Linked DNA regions of Mus musculus: region 2 is linked to region 1. The links are chromatin contacts, called in public HiChIP or PLAC-seq maps. All regions are on one chromosome and are shown on one strand. Each heading gives the region's core, a stretch centred on a gene start, on an enhancer-like site or on the middle of the called end of the contact. The rest is flanking DNA. Distances are from core to core; before and after follow the strand shown.

Region 1 (4,625 bases), core at 405-2,904:
TTTCAAATCCAGCTTGTAGCATCACATCCTTCAGACCAGACTTGCCATGAACTTGTAAGCAGATCATGAGTGTAAACTCTGTGGGGATATGTAAAAGCAGGCAGCTGGCCTCCTTGGGATGGAGGGATGAGGACAAGACTTTCATTTCTAGTTGTAGACTTTCTTCTTAAAGTTTTTGTTCTTTGCTAATCAGTTACTTTAAAAGACCAGTCTTTTGGTTTTGAGAGTCTGGTTATCACTGTCTCTATTAAAATTTAAATATTACTTTTAAAAGTGTGCGTTGGACCTCTGTGCCTTCGAAGGTCAAGTTCAGCCTCTCTTGGAGACAAAGGGAGCCCATTACCATTACAGCCTGCGTTTCCTTCCCTCTTTGTTCATTCTAAAGCAGTGCGCTGTGACCGAAGGCAGGAAGGAGCCACAGCACACACACTGCGGCCGTCCAGCCTCACAGTGGATAGTGCACCCCTGAGTGTGGAATTTGCGTACCCCTCATTGGGAATCCTTGATCCATCTAAAGAACCATCAACTGTTTTGTTTTCAGAACAATACTGGAAAGAACCTATAAAATATTAGATTTTTTTTAGTTTTTGACTTTGAGCTCACCTATGGAAGGAGGTCTTAGTCAGGGTTTCTATTCCTGTGCAACATCATGACCAAGAAGCAAGTTGGGGAGGAAAGGGTTTATTCGGCTTACACTTCCATAGTGCTGTATGTACTAGACACCTCCCTACCCCTGTAAAAATCACCCTGCACCTTTTCTAACACTGCTGCTCTTTCTGCCACAACTTTTAAGACCACGAAGTGATCCAAACGCTTAAAACCCCTGTTCCTTTTTTAAGAAGCATGTGGGCTGCAGCAACTGGGGATGATCCATTCCCTTCGAAGAAAGTGATCCCCCGAGAAAAAGGGCAAGAATGGGGATTTACGAATGGTTTTCTTGTGTAAACATTGCCACACGACGTACCTCCGTGAAGGCAGTACTAACTATTGGTGTTCACAGGCATGTAAAAAAGTTTAAGGCTGCTACAATGCTAAAGGAAAAAAAAGAAAGAGTATAGCTGTGGAGATCAAAGACGATCAAACAATGAGAACCTCTGGCGTCTTAACAGTTATCAAAGGAAATCACACAGCTCTTGGAGCAGACAATGCTACTACTTCATTAGAAACGCACAACAGACAGTGTGTGTGGGGGGGAGGAACAGAGAGACACACAGAGACATAGGACAACAAAACATTAGTTTCTCCTCATATTTAACCCAGCATCTTTTCAAACATGTAATGACCTGCTTATTTTGCTGAGCGGAAAAAAAAAAAAAAATCACAGAACTCTTAAACTAAAAACTTCATTTCTGGGACCTTACCTAGCCGTCACCTTTTTTTTTTTTTTTTTTTTACATTCCCAAACTCAATTATAAAAAGTCCCACATTAACCATGTCTATTCAGTTCACACCCAGCACAACTTAGCCTGATATAATCAGGTCTATCAAAATACTAAATCGGTAGTTTCAGGTGGCTTACCACATTAGAGTCTTTTTCGGGACAAAAGAGGCATATGGAAATTTACAAAAGTCCACGGTGAGGTTGATGATATATTTACTGGAAACCCTAGCCCATCTGGGGTATATAGGTGTGTCAGATTTGAAGTTCAAAGACAGCTAGCTGTGTGGGGAGAACGAATTGAAATGGAACTACCCTTGAATCCACCCAAGGCTGTGCAGAAAACTCTACCACCTTCTCCAAACCTGCTGCAAGGATCTAAGGAGGAGCCAGTGGCTACTGTTGAGCCTCTGACCAAGGAGCTGGGCACACATGTGGCTGGTAGCTGGACTGCCGAACCTCAGGCTGTGTGATGAGAGGGCCATTGAGAGCCTAGATAATGACTGCAAATTTCTTTAACAGAGGGAGTTTGGGGGGCAGGAAGGCAGGGGGTGTTGTTACAGGAAGGAAGAATGGAGTCAGATAGGAGTAGGGAAATATTCTTCCCAAGAGAGCCTGTAGGCCAGATAACCAGAGACCCAGGCAGAGAGAGGCTAGGTGGGAGGCAGCTACACCTCTGCCAGATGCCACCACATCAAAAGAGGCTCTTGAGAGACCCAGAAGAGGAAACTTTCAACAACCCTCCACAGTGTCAGCAGAGAAAGTGTCAGGTTGACAGTCTGCCCTTGCAAGGACTACACCGTCTTAATCCAGTACCAGACTAACAGGCTTCTTGCGTCCCTCTGCCTCTCCCCTCTGTCCTCTGGGCCTCACAAACAGCCATTGGCAAGATGGGGGAAGAAGGAAAAGTATATAGAGTTTGGAGCTTTAAATGGGGCTTTATAGCCTCCAGATTGGAGACCCTGGCTGTAATGGCCAGGGACCTTTCAGTTCCCTAGCAGGGAGGACAGGAAGAATGCATGAACCTGCCCAAATGTTTAACCAAGGCAAAGAAAGCCACCACCCGAGCAGAGCTGAGGGGACTGTAGGGAAGAAACATAAATTTGTTTATTAAGGACTGCTACTATGCAAGGGTTCTCGTGTACCCAAGCTCTCAAAAATCAAGGATCTCTAAAAGGCAGACAAAGACATCTTTTTTGCTTTCTTTTGTTGTTTTTTTCGAGACAGGGTTTCTCTGTCTGTGTAGCTCTGGCTGTCCTGGAACTCACTTTGTAAACCAGGCTGGCCTTGAACTCAGAAATCTTCCTGCCTCTGCCTCCCGAGTGCTGGGATTAAAGGCGTGCGCCACCACGCCCGGCTCAAAGACATCTTTAAAAGGCATTGTGAAGTGACAAGCAACGAAAACAAACATGAGGGCCGAAACTGAATTCTGAACTTTTAAAGATATTGCTTGAGGACATTAAGAGCTTAGGATAGGTATAACCCAGACTTGTTCCTGTTCTCGGTGTTGTTGGTCAAGGAAAAAAAAAACAAAAACAAAAAACTACAGGGCCAAACATCTGTCTATAATCTTATTACTTGGGAGGCAGAGGTTTATATTTCTAGCTTCACCTTGATTTCAAGGTGAAATTGAGCTACATAGTGAGTTCTGGGCCAGTCTGGGATACACAAGGAGATCTTGTTGCAGCACACAAAACAAAATACAGACAATAAAACTCAGGACTGAGAAAGATATCACCGTGGGGAAGCTAGTATGGAGAGAGGAGGAGCTAGGAGAGGAAGGTGCTGAAGTTTGAATTACCCAGTCTGTTAGCACTAGTGGGAGCTGGGGACACAGTAGGAAAGAGCTGTTCACCGGGCAGTGGTGGTGCGTGCCTGTAATCCCAGCATTTGGGAGGCAGAGGCAGGTGGATTTCTGAGTTCGAGGCCAGCCTGGTCTACAGAGTGAGTTCCAGGACAGCCAGGACTGCACAGAGAAACCCTGTCCAAAAAAAAAAAAAAAAAAGGAAAGAGCTGTCCGATAGAAATGCAGGGCAAGCCAAATGGGCAGCTTCGAACCTTTCAGTAGCCATATGAAAAAAACAAAGTAAGCCAGGTGTAGTGGCTTATACCTTTGATCATAGCACTCAGGAGGTAGAGGATTGCAGATCTCTGGGACTTCATAGCCAGCCTTAGAATACCTAGTGAGTTCCAGGCCAGTGATTATACACACACACACACATACACACACACACACACATATATATATATATGGAGAGAGACTATTTTTTTAAAAAGTAAGCAGTTTCCTTTTCTGCATCATTATTAATTAATTAATTATTACTTTTTTTTAAGAATAGGAGGAAGGATTACAGCCCATAAGGGGATAGGAACTCCACAGGAACACCAACAGAATCAACTAACCTGGATCCTTAGGGCTCTCAGAAACTAAACCACCAACCAAAAATCATACACAGGCTGGACCTAGGCCTCCCAGCACATATGTGGCAGATGCACTGTTTGGTCTTCGTGTAGGTCCCAAACAGCTGGAAAGGAGACTATCCCCAAAGCTGCTGACTGTCTGTGGGATATGTTCTTTTAGCTGGACTGCTGTGTTTGGTCTCAATGGGAAAGGAAGCATCTCGCCTTGCAGAGACTTGAAGTGCTAAAGTGGGAGGGATACCCACCCAGGGGGGACCCCACCTGCTCAAAGGAAAAGGAGAGAGGGAGAAAGCAGTGGATGGGATGTAAAGTGAATAAGTAGAATAAGTAAAAAAATAAAATAAAAATGAAAAAGTATCAAAGCAAGTTAAACAATTGATTTTATTACTGTTTCTCTTACTCCATTAAATTCAACATATCACATTTCAATGATTATTTGTGATATATTGAATTTTTGACAGTCTTTGAGAGAAGGTATGTATTTTATACTTACAGCATAACTCAATTAGGATACCCCATTCCATCTTGATGTGCATTTCCTAGCATTTATTTACTCTAGCCAAGGATTTTGTAATCATGCTCAAAAGATTTCCATCCACCCTCAGAATAAGGGGTTTTGCTCTGTTTGCTTTTGAGACACGGTAGCATTGGCTGACTTAGAACTCAGTGATCCACCTACCTTACTTCCCAGTGGTGAGATTAAAGGTATGCACTATCTTGCCGAGCAGGATTATTTTATAATGTTGAATTAATTGAAATCAAGTAGGATTGAAAGTGCCATCTCTCAGGCACACCTGTCTTTTCTTATGTGCCCAGTATGTCAGTA
Region 2 (4,563 bases), core at 1,026-3,525, 580 kb before region 1:
ATAAGAAATTATTGGTCTAGGGGGAGAAAATTAACTCCTGTTTAAATCATACTACTTTCTGTTAGATTTGGGTTTGTTTGGTCAATTGACATTTGTGGAGTGCTGCTTAAAAGCAAGTGGTAAGAATTCTTGACCCCATGGGAGTTACAACCTGGAGACAGGGAACATGATAAAAAAGCAATCAAATTTAAAATACGGCAGATGAAAATCAAACAATGCCTAATGAGAGCTAATGACAGCACTGTTCATGCATGTATGGGAAATCAAGGAAGTCTCTTAGAAGAGGTGAATGTGACCAGCTCCTGAAGGACAGACAGGCCACTCTGAGCTCCAGTGGACTTGTGCTCAGAAACATATGCTCAGTTGCTCCAATCACATCAAGGCACGACACAAGGGAGGTGAACCTGCCATTTTCCAAAAGCTTAGAAGGCAATAAAAAAAGACTTCTTTTTTACTCTCCGTGAGATTTTGTTCCATGTTTTTCTGTTGTTAAAAATATCCTTTATTAAATCATTGGCTAAACAATCAGTTTCTGAACTGTCTCTAAACTCCATGTGACAAAATAAGAGCTAGAAACTATCTATTCATCTAAGCCCTGAATATTTCACTTAAAATTTGAATGAATTGTTACATCTAAAACTTAGGTCCCTTCAGTTTACACTTTTCCTCTTTCCTTATTTGTTTTTGCTAACTTCCAAGGGCTTCTGTGATCCTTTAAGAGAAAGAAAATGAAGAGCCAGATGGATTTTTGTTGGTTATTATTCTTGTGCAAATGAATTAGATTGCTAATCTCTTGGGGGGGGGGGAGTCAGGGAGAGAGACAGAGACAGAGGGATAGCGACTGAGACTTAGGTAGAGGCAGAGACAGATAAGAAGGGCAAAGTAGAGAGAGACACTGGGTTTGAGGATGGGTTTCCTGCAGAAGTCAGATGATACTAATTAATTTTTTTTAAATGTCCACAAGCTGCTGAGAAGCATGTGCTACGGGGAAACTGCTATAGCCATGCGCCATTCAAACCTGGGTTGTTCTATTGAACAAACAGGCAGAACAAAAGGGAAAGGAATCAGGGGATTGGGCATGGACTCTTTGGGGAGCTTTCGGCCAGGCACCTATTACCTGACAAAGAAACCACATGGAGGACACCTCCCAAGAAACAGTGAAGAAAAGGGAGGGGGAGCTGCTGAAAGCAATGACAGGAAGCCTTAGTTGTTTTGAAGTCCGCTACTTGGAGAAAAGCAAGCCATTCTTTTTAATATTGAAGTTTGGGCTAACTTAAACTGAAGTAGCCCTATTCTCTACTGACCTAGCTGTGCTTCTGACATGACTCATATTGCAAGTGAATGTGAGAGCATCAGAAAGCTTTGTTTGCCCTCAAGAGAAAAAGTAGTATATGAGCAATTACACCTGCATTTGTCTGCGAAATGGGTCAGTAGGTCAGTGTGTCTGCTGCTAAGACTGAGGGTCTGGATTCTGTCCCCGGGATGCATAGAGCAGAGGGAGAAGAATTGACTCCTAAAGCGGTCCTCTGACTTTAACATACATATCCTGGCACAGATGTGCATGCGCATGTTTTACATACGTTACATGTTCATAGGTACAATTAAAAAATAATAATTACTAAAGCTCTGTAGTCTTGATTCCTGGCAACTGACAATGTTGTCCAGGATTGGCAAGACTGCTTCCATTTCTACCCTGAATATTGTTTACCATGTAAAACTTCCAAACAAACTGTGAGGTAAATAAGAATTGTGGCCTGGAAATGCCTTGACAAATACAAAAGCTTTCATTCCTTAAATGGGATCCCTAGAACAGCATTGAGAGAGAATGTTTCTATACCTAGAATTGTATTACACACACACACACACACACACACACACACACACACACTCACACACACACACACACACACACACACACACACACACACATTGCATTCATCTTGTTGCACGGACAGCTACAATTTTTCCTTGATATTTAAAGTCTCATGTATGCAAGAGCAGATTCCTGTCAATGTCGCAGTAGCTTACTTCTCCATTGAATATGATCTTAAAGAGGGGAAAGTCTGTTTAAAGGGGCATCTTCTGGCAGTCGCCACTCTAAGCATGGTTCAACACCGTGAGGACCTGTGCGGGGGCTTTGACAGATGCTACATTAGACCAAGTGTTGTCCCATCAGGAAGTCAGATCGAATAAGTCTATTTGAGAATGGATGAAAGGGGCATGGGAGGCCCATCTGCGAGTAACTGGTCGTGTTGTAGGCTCTTACCCTCAAAGATGAAAATGCCTAAACGAATGAGCACAGTCTAGACTTAATTCTACACCAGAAATGCTCCCTCAGGAGATTATGAATGCTTTGACTTATGGAGTCTAAATACACTTCTGAACCCTATAATGAGAGCCAGACAGCCTTTCCCCCAAATACTCATTAACAACTTCAATTTTTTTTCCCTAAAATACGGACACTACGCTGTTCCAAAGGAAGATTTTTCTCTGCATAAGAGCAATGATGAGCACAGAACAGCTGGGTTCCGCTGTCTCCTCAATCTACAAAGCTTACACCATGCTAAAAATAGGACCAGTGACTGGAACCTGAAGGAAGGGTCTCCAAACCAGGTGCCAGTAGGTATACAGCAGGTTGCACAAAAGTCTAAGCATCAGGAGAGACTTTTCACCGCTCTCGATTTCCTGAACAGCAGTCCTGAAGCCTGGCCACAAGAGGGAACCATTGTTCAAATGTTGGAATCATTTTTTTTTCTTCCCCCTCCCCTCCCCGAGGAACTCAGCCAGCTCAAATCCCTCTTTAATGTAAGAACCTGATCAAAAGGCTTGAACAAAAAAGTAGAGACAGATGTGATCACGGACACAGTTCTATTTTGGATGGCTGAATGATCAGCTTTTAAATACCTGAGTAACCAAAGGTCTGTCATCCAGTAACAGAAACCAGAGAGGCAAGGCCTTGTACTGACAATAGAACGTCGGGCCTTTATTTTATTTCTTTCATTGGTTCTACTTTGTCTGAGCTGAGGAAAACTTTTAAAACCAAACAGCAAATATTAGAATGTAAGGAAACAAACAGAAATGCAGACTTTTAAGCTCAAGATTGTCTCCCGTCTGTAGCAAGTGATAATGCTGATCAGAAACGGGAGAAGGGCGCATGTGTCCTAAGGAGTTCTTGCTTGCAGCCCCGTGAAACAGCGCGACTGGCAAAATGCAGACTAATACGATAGAAGGCATACAGGATGGCTTCCTGGAGGTCGTGTGCCACCAGGCTGGCACAAATCCAGTTTCCCAACCAGAAGAAGGGCAGAATAAACTGGAACGTGCTTGATGCCAGTCGGGCTTTCATAGGAAAACAGATGACGGCTAAGATTATTAATCTTGACAGTTTCCTGATTTATTGGGATGTTGTCATCTTCTCCTTTTGTATAATTTGCCAAATGATCATAGTATTAGACTTAAGGAGGCAGCACCCAGGGCCCCCTTCTTTGGCATTTGCTTCAACAGTAAAACATGAAGGCTTGTTTTGAGGCAAAGGTGGACAAATTGAATTTTCACAGATGTATTATCATTTGAGAAATACCAAGTCATGTTTTATTGTGACTTTTGATGTAAAGATAGCTTTATATGTATTAATTATAGAAAACTGCTCCATTTATTTAATAAATATCAGGCCAAAGGTAAGAAATTTAAAATCGAGGTCTCTAGCAATCAAAAGCAAATGTTACTGCTTAGACTAGGATACTGATAAACAAAGAAAATAATCAGAAAATAGCAGCTAGGTTTAAAAGCCATTCCTCTGCACAGTGATTTCCCAACAAAACAACAACCTGCATGGGAATTCTTTCTTTGAATTGCTCATGTAAAATCACAGAAATAATTTTGAGCTACTTCACCATAGATTCAAAATAAGGAATCATTTGACACATTTTATAAGTGGTTGCCTTCACCAAAGTATTTTTTTATATTCTATTTTTTGTAATCCCTTGCATTTAAAATAGCAACAACAGAAATTAATCTTCAGTTTTTAAAAAGGAATTACAATTAAAGATATTTCCAACTAAAAAGAGACGTTATCCCCAAAACAGGTTTAGCAAACTATAAAATCTCTAAACTTAAAATGCTATAATTGAACCCCCTCCTCTTTTATTAAGAAAAGCCATGTCTGCACCTATGCTTTGAGACATATTATGCAATAAACAGCAATCAGCCTAAAGATGCCATATCAAACAAACCAAGTTTTGTTTTGCTAAACTAAGCAAAATTAGTTGAATGCCCTAAGTAATAGTTGCTGGTATTTTTTTTTCTAAATTATTTCTCCACTTGTTTTTGTGTCTATGCATAAATTAAAAATCTGCTGAAATTTATTATTCATCGGAGATGTAATTAATATGCAAAATTATGCAAATTAAGATGCAATTAGGCTTCAATTCTCTAGTGGAATTTTCCATTATAATTTAATACAAAGTAATAGAGTAATTGGTGTCACGTGTAATTACGGTTACTCACGTGTACTTGCAGACGTGCAAATGATGTGGTATATGTTAGTTACCCTATGCAAATGGA

Evidence for each region. HiChIP or PLAC-seq counts read pairs in DNA pulled down with a chosen protein or histone mark.
Region 2: an H3K27ac HiChIP or PLAC-seq map of double positive thymocytes shows a contact between it and region 1, with 8 times the contacts expected there. The contact joins two enhancer-like sites. A contact is called at or near these places in 1 of 15 datasets of contacts at CTCF or cohesin (large pre-B cells), 4 of 484 Hi-C or Micro-C datasets (CD4 T cells, CD8 T cells and double positive thymocytes), 5 of 115 datasets of contacts at active chromatin or transcription factors (CD8 T cells, T-cell acute lymphoblastic leukemia, double positive thymocytes and 2 more) and 1 of 9 other capture datasets (embryonic tail).

The regions. Positions count from the first base shown.
Region 1 is chr17:51,876,875-51,881,499 of GRCm38.p6, reverse strand. No RefSeq gene overlaps it. Among named protein-coding and RNA genes, the nearest start is that of Gm20098, 3.5 kb to the left of the region's middle. Within about 2 kb of position 1,654, at least 35 of the 459 cell types and tissues checked have an H3K27ac peak or open chromatin away from gene starts, as enhancers often do. A contact at or near this core is called in CD8 T cells, T-cell acute lymphoblastic leukemia and double positive thymocytes, where this site is marked.
Region 2 is chr17:52,460,128-52,464,690 of GRCm38.p6, reverse strand. No RefSeq gene overlaps it. Among named protein-coding and RNA genes, the nearest start is that of Gm27217, 140 kb to the left of the region's middle. Within about 2 kb of position 2,275, at least 29 of the 459 cell types and tissues checked have an H3K27ac peak or open chromatin away from gene starts, as enhancers often do. A contact at or near this core is called in CD8 T cells, T-cell acute lymphoblastic leukemia and double positive thymocytes, where this site is marked.